Regions from separate parts of the Rattus norvegicus genome. Here region 1 is linked to region 2. The links are chromatin contacts, called in public Hi-C maps. All regions are on one chromosome and are shown on one strand. Each heading gives the region's core, a stretch centred on a gene start, on an enhancer-like site or on the middle of the called end of the contact. The rest is flanking DNA. Distances are from core to core; before and after follow the strand shown.

The links. A called contact is a pair of places that touch in the nucleus more often than the background predicts.
Region 1: a Hi-C map of Schwann cells shows a contact between it and region 2, with 7 times the contacts expected there. The contact joins the enhancer-like site here to the promoter of Mical2 in region 2. A contact is called at or near these places in 3 of 12 Hi-C or Micro-C datasets (Schwann cells, prefrontal cortex and psoas muscle).

What each region holds. Positions count from the first base shown.
Region 1 is chr1:175,879,362-175,883,026 of GRCr8, reverse strand. The region is part of intron 15 of Mical2 (microtubule associated monooxygenase, calponin and LIM domain containing 2); the gene reads right to left. Among named protein-coding and RNA genes, the nearest start is that of Parva, 100 kb to the left of the region's middle. Within about 2 kb of position 1,331, at least 36 of the 93 cell types and tissues checked have an H3K27ac peak or open chromatin away from gene starts, as enhancers often do. A contact at or near this core is called in Schwann cells, where this site is marked.
Region 2 is chr1:175,778,409-175,782,011 of GRCr8, reverse strand. Mical2 (microtubule associated monooxygenase, calponin and LIM domain containing 2) reads right to left here and starts at 1,566. Exons shown (of 31, transcript NM_001395865.1): 1 at 1,408-1,566.

The DNA of each region.
Region 1 (3,665 bases), core at 82-2,581, 100 kb before region 2:
AGGTCAGAGCCAGGCCTGGCTGGGTGATAGCTTTTGTGTGAACTGTCTTGTGGAAACCACCAGACTTCCTATGCTACCTGGGCCTCCCATGAAGACACTGGACAGGTTTACCTGCAAGGAACATTCTTAGGAGTTCCAGGGCTTTGGTGTCAAATTAAACCTGCAATCCAGGTACCATTATATGATTTAATTCATTTCAAATAAACATTAGATCCGACCTGAGGACTAGAGATCAAATGTCCAGTTTGCCAAGGCCAATTCAGATTTGCTGACTCCCCCGCACACTGTAACACTTCATTGACACACTCCCTTTCACAGATATTACCCAGCTGGCCAGATAACATCTCATAGCTCACTCCCTGCTCTGAACAATCAACCAAGGCCTAGGAAACTGGCCTAGACGCATGAGGAGAGCTGTAAGGACTGAGCTGTCACTGTGGCCTTGGATAGGGGTGGAGGCTGAACATAGTAACTTCTTAACATGAATCTTTGATCCCGGATTAGGTCTACTTCCTAAGGATAAATATCTTAACTGTCAGCTTCCAGTGGCTTGGACTTTCTCCCGGGGAGTCTGGAGTCGGACCCACAGAGCATGTATCAGTCTACATGGATTCTCCTACACTCTGACTTCCTCCATGGCATAGCCACATCCCAGCCTTTCAAACACCATCCGTGTAGGAAGAAGTGCTCTAGGTTCGCCGTACACCTAGGCATAATACCCATCCAGGCCTTGGCGTGGCTCGGCCCCAGAAGGGTTGTTTTAGGCTTGGCTATTCTGAAATAGCAGTCTCAGCACTGAGTCTACTAGGCATCACTCAAGTGTAGTAAACACCCTCACACGGACACGAACTCGCACACACATGCAGACACACACACACACACACACACACACACACACACACACACACACGCATGTGCACGCACACAACTGCCATGTTCACCAACTCCATTAAAAAAACAACCATAGTTTAGTCATGGAAATTTGTTTAAAAATTTGACCAGGGCACCATCAAACAACAGATCAGAGGGCCCCGCCTCCCTTCAACATTTCCTTCAGCTTCTCATAAATCACTATTTTGTGAATGGAAATAATCTCAGTCTAAATGCTTGGGCAAACACCAAGAGAAACAGATGACCTTATTTTCAACAATATTGGGTTTTAGAGACTCAGGCTGTTTGGGCTCCCGGCTCCACCGACTGTGAATGCCACTTAGGCCCAGAGACTGGAGCTGTGAAAGTACAGAATGTCCCATCAACAAGAATGCTCGGTGCATAATCTTAGAGTTCTCTTTGTATTTTTGTTTCCACTTTCAATGAGGACTTGGCTTTTCTCACAAAGAGCAATGCATGCGACTCTCTCTTTTATACTTCTCAGCCTAGGGTGGGTCTATTCACACAACGGGAGCCTGGCTAGACCCCATCCAGACATGTGACCTATGGGCTCACACAATGCACTCCACGGTGGCGGGCCCAGTCAGCAGCTCCTAAAAAGATCCCAGATCTTCTGGGAGAATAAATGGAGTACAAGGGGGCAACCTCTGCTTCTTCGATGCCGTCACGAGGACTCTGGGAAATAAAATGCTGCCTGCAAGGGAAGGTTAGCAGTGTGTACGTCCAAACAATGCTTACTTTCTCCGTTGGAAAAATGCTACTGAGATGTAGGCAGAGACAAAAGAAAAATTAAAATGTAGAGATCTATTTATGTTTCTCACCAGAAGCCAAGGCCTCTAACCCAGAGCCCTTTTCTTCAGTGCTGTAGCAACTGGTATGTTGCCATGCTCCACTAAATAACCCCCACCCATGCTCCTGCAAACGAGCCTGATTAAACTCAGTGGGATATGAACATGAACACAAATGTGAACACAGACACACACATGACAGTCGGAGGGGACTGGTTGGGAAGAGGAGGGGCTTCTGTGGGAATGGGGGTGGATGCGATAAAAATAAATTACATACATATATGAAATTACCAAAGAACAAATAAAATTACCTTTTACCAAAAGCCTCTAATCACTATGGACTTTATTATGCTTGACAAAGAACCAGAAGCATAAGGAAAAGGCAAATATTTCTCATGGCCAGGCGGAGAGAACATGAGAATAAACAAATGACTTACTTTCTCTTCCTATTAATTTTCCAGCTCTTTCACCCTAGGAACCCTTTCTTATCATAATTTTTCAAGGGTTTGAAAAAGCTGATGTGCCAAAAGCCATTTATTAAACCAAATGACTTCCCTCTTTAAAAAATAACCTGTGGCATGTATCTGTTAGTCAGGTTATTAATGTGACTAGCAGAGGACAGCCATGTCCCCACACATCCTGAGTTGTTTGACTCAACTCAAACAACCTTTATATTTAGTTAGCTGGTCTAGCCTAACCCTGGCTCACAGAAAGGAGGATTGGTCATTGTAGGTAATGGCCTCGCTGAGTTGAGTGTCAGCTATGATATTTAAAATGAGGACCAGTGACACTAGTAAGAAAGCATATTCTTCAAGGAATCATGGACTCACAGGTGCTGCTCCATGTCTAGAGGCCATCAGAAAGTCACCTACCTAATTTGGCCTTTGTTTCCTCACCTATAAGAAAGAGTCTTACACTGTCTACTCAGAAGCTATCAGGAAGGTTGGTGAAATCACAGGATGTAAAATGCTTCTTAAAGTAGAAATTTGCTGCACAAGTGTTAGTACTATTAGCAACAAAAATTTAAATATCTGAGTTCTAGTTCTTACTTTTTTTTTTGGTTCTTTTTTTCGGAGCTGGGGACCAAACCCAGGGCCTTGCGCTTCCTAGGCAAGCGCTCAACCACTGAGCTAAATCCCCAACCCTCTAGTTCTTACTTTGATAGTACCTATATAACTTTCTAAAATTTAATATCTCCAAATCCAAGTTTCGCTACTCATTACATTATAAGCACACCATGTTCCCAATCTTCCTCCAAAAATATGTAGATGGGTGGATTGGTAGTACATGGGTCGGTGCATTATGGGTGGATAAATGGATGGGTTTGTGTATGCATAGATGAATGGATACATGGTTGGGAGGTTGGGTACATAGATGGTTGGTTGGGTGGATTGGTTGATGGATAGGTGGGTGGGTGAATGGACTGATGGATAGATGTTTAGGTGGATGGATGGATGGATGCATGCATGCATGCCTGAATGAGTAGGTGGAGAAGTGGGTGGGTGAGTGGATGGATAGGAGAAAGGACGGGTGAATAGAGTGATAAATATGCAGGTAGACAGATGGATGGGCGGGTAGATGGATGGGTAGATGGATAAGTGGATGGGTGAATGGATTGATGGACAGATGAGTAGGTAGATAGATGGGTGGTGAGCAGACTAGATAGATAGAAGAAGCACCTTTTAAAGCTCTCTTGGCCCTCTGAAAAAGATCTGTGCAGAAAGAACAAGGTGTTAGAGCAGCAGCATCTGGACCACTCTGACCACACACAGAAGAGTCATGCTATATGAAATTCACCCCTACCAGGGCCAAGTGCTGGCAGATCAGGACCTAGCAAACATGGAAAATCTCTGGGCTAGCTAGCTGGTCTTTGGAATGGGCATTCTAGAGCATGTGATGATTTTGTTAGGTCTCACAAGAAATGAGCTCAAGATGAAAGAAACTAGAGGTATCCTCATGTGCAAACAATTTAACAAGGACAATGAC
Region 2 (3,603 bases), core at 317-2,816:
TGAAGCAGCAGCGCAGTCAGTCCCTCTCTACCACAAAGAACACTGCCAGAGCCCCTCCACATTGGACTCCACAGTGAGGAGCAGTTTGCTGTGCTGTTCAAGCACCTGGCGCTTTGCAAACTCCTGTGATCCCCAGAATCTCCCAAAAGCCAGGGCCTCAAGACACATGCACACAGAGCTCCTTCCCACAGCCACAGGGCAACTGGTGGGAAGCAGGCTTAGAGCCAGGACTGCTTTCCGGGTCCCTGAAACAGAGAGGACACAACTCAAGCTTTTTGGAGAGTAACCACTGGGATCCAACCTATGCCCTCTTCTCTGTACCCGAAGAAGGCAGCCCTGATCGCCTTTAAAATCCCTGGGACATGAACAGGGGCTATCCTGGTGGCCCACTTGTTAGGTCCACTGCCCCCGCAGAGGTTGCTGGCGCGCAGAGGACACAGGTGCCAGAGAACTCAGGGAGGCAAATGCGGAAGGCCAATTAGCCTCTGGCTTTTTTCCTCTCCGGGTCTGTCCATAACGGCTACTGACTTTATCCTCCCACTAAACCATCTAAGTAAGACACGGTGGACAGCGAAAGGCCTTGCAAACGAAAGCTCTTTCCGCTTTAGAAACCCAGGCCCAGAATAAACAATGTGGAAGGAGACACGAGAGAACTCTGGTTTCAACACGCCTCTTCCCGGTCCAGTACAAGCCCTTCCCAGCTCTGCCGGTGAGGGTGAGGCTGAGACTGAGGCTGGCCTGGGATAAATTAACCCCGCCCTCTCCGGACAGCTGCAGCAGGCAGAGGCTGCAAGGGAGACCCCCCTCCCCCTACCAACCCAGAGCCAGCCAGCCAGTGACAGGGCAGGACGCCAGGGTGGGGTGCTCCTGGGCGGGGACCCGCACAGGCTGCCAGGGATCGCAGGGGACAGAGGGGACAGCAGCGCGGGCCCCTCAGAGCGTCACCACCGTCCAAGCAACCAGCCCGTGTTCCAGCCCGCCACTGGCCAGGCCACTGACATTTGGCCCAACTTCCTGTTATCAAGGAGGGAGGAGAAGAAGGGAGGCAGAAAAATATAATAATAAAATAAAGATAAGCAAGGCTCTCTGTTATAGGATGGGAAAGGTACGGGAGCCCAGATCACACGGAGCAAAGTTTGGGGACGTTCCTCTGAACGATGACAGGCGACCCTGCTGCCTAAGGGCGCCTACTCTGCGCTTGTGTGTTAGGTTTTCTGGGGTTAGAATGACAGCTTTGATTGGTGGAGAGCCCACGGCGCGCCCCGCAGGTGGGTCTGAGGTCCCGGACGGAACTGCCGCACCTGACCCTCCCGGGCGTCCAGCAGGGAGCAGAGTCCAGCCCGGAGGGACTGGTATTGTCCCCACCCGCTCCTGCGCACCCCGGAGCCCACTCCCACTCGGTCTTACCGAAGGTCTCGCGGGCCTCCGGGCTTCAGGTCAGCGCCTGCCTTGCTTGGCCCCTGTCTGAGGGCGCAGAGATTCGGAACCCCGCGGGCCGCCTGCCGAGCCCGGAGCTAGCGAGGCGGCCCGGCGCAGGCTGAGCCGGCCGGGTGCCTGTGGTTCTGCGAGCTGCGGAGGACCCGATTGGGGCACGCCCCCACCTAAGGCTCAGCCAATGACAGGGCGTCCGAAGACGAGGCCCCGCCCCAGGCCGAAGACGCACAGCCAATGGTCGTGCAGCGCGGAACCCACCCCAACACCCTCCCAGTTAGACCGGGCTGGGGACGGCTGTCACCACTGCAGCCTCGGACGCACGTGGGCTGAAGCCCTACCCTAGCCGCTCCCACCCTGGCCACAGGTCGAAGACCCAGCCCTGGGCTGCTGCGAGACGAACACCGGGCCTTGGTGTTCTGGTGTCAAGGGAGAGGGAAGGCTGGGCCTCAAGAAGCTTGGCCTAAGCATCTGGAAAGCCAGCCTCACTGTCCACTTTTGGACTGGAAGGAGCATCGAAGGACTTCTAGGACTGCTTGGTCTTCTTGAGCCCTCCCTTCTTGCTTTTCTGCTTGCAGTCTTCCTTGCTTGGGTTCTCTCTTGAACTGACCTTGCTTGTGCTAAAGCTAGAGGAAATGGGGTGGTGACGCAGACCAACCACTTTATCTGGGTCCATCCGTCGCATTTTCTCTTTTTTTTTGGCTGTCGGATGGCTAGCCTCTGTTTCAGATCGCTTTCATGAGTGCCTCTCACAGTTTCAGAGAAAGGTATGAATGAATGGTTCAGGCCTGGAAGTCCTGAGAAATTCATACGGACACCGTGACAGCAGAGACCAGGAAAATAAGATTCAAGTGGGCTGACTCACACCTGGGGCCCAAAGCTCATCATCCAGCTTGGTCCAATGCAGAGTCCATAAATGTTCTTGGAACTGAGCTGCCCGGGGGGGCGGGGAGCAAGCAGGCATGGGTGGCAAAGGCAAACAGTACCGTGACTCCAGGCTGCTAGAATTCCCTGGGGTACCACCCTTTGGAGAGCACGCCCCTTGGCCAGGCAAGTGTGGGCAGCAATTCCTCCACCCCCAAACCTGGGGCCCGTTTTTGGTTTTTGTTTGTTTCTTTCTCTATACTCTTTACTGCTCCGACTTAGCTCTTGGGGTTTCTTCAAGTTTGTCTCTTAGCATCTTTAGAATTCACTCCACTTCTGCGGATGAGTTTTAGCCCCAGCACTCGACCCTACTCAGCCTGCAAAACTCATCACTGACTCTAACAGGGGTAGTACTTGGCTCTGGTGGGACTCCAACCATGACACCACCAATGAACATGTTCCATGAACCATCTCATTTAAACCCAGATCTAGAGATAGATCTTTTCAATATCATCATCCCCTTTCACAGACAGGGGAAACTGAGATCTGTAATGAAGAGTCATTTACCAAGACCATGTGCATATTAATGCGTCTGTATTTAAGCCCAGAACTGATTCCAAGTCAACATATACAACCCTGGTGTGGGGCCTCTATAGCCATTTCTGGGCTTCTGGAGACCCTAGACAGGTAAGTTCTCTCAAAGAACTGCCAAGTGATCTGAGCGTACTGTAGAGCTCACATTTGGCTGCTGTCAGGGAGAGAGGAATGACTGTCCCTGCCTTTTATGTAGTAATGTAATATAGGAAGCTTCACTTCAGCAGACAAGGCTCATAGCTATTTGCCTGAGCCCAGGCTAGGCAGTGTGGACATAGAGACGGAGGAGAGTCATTCATTCAACCTGCTGCTGTCACTCTGTAGCAGGTGACTGATCAGACACGGGTGACTGCATGGGAAGCAAATCCTGCAGTATTTTTTGTTCAGCCTCATGGTCTCACATAGCACAACATTCTGCCTTCAGATCAAAGCAAGCCTGACAGGGTCAGGAGCCCTGCAGGCCAACTGAGTTTAGCAGTGGTAGAAGGTTCTCGAGACGAGATTTTAGTGTGTACTCCAGACTGGTCTCCAAACTCAACAATTATCTTGCCTCATCCTCCCAAATGTGGCGATCCTGTGCATGTACCACAGGTCTGGACTAGGGCAGAAGTTCTGACCGCTCAAAAATAAGAATTTACCAATACTTCCCAGCATCCTTTGCACCTCTCTTCTGCTGCCCACCAAGCTTTGATCTCATGGGGGCTCTGCCAAGAA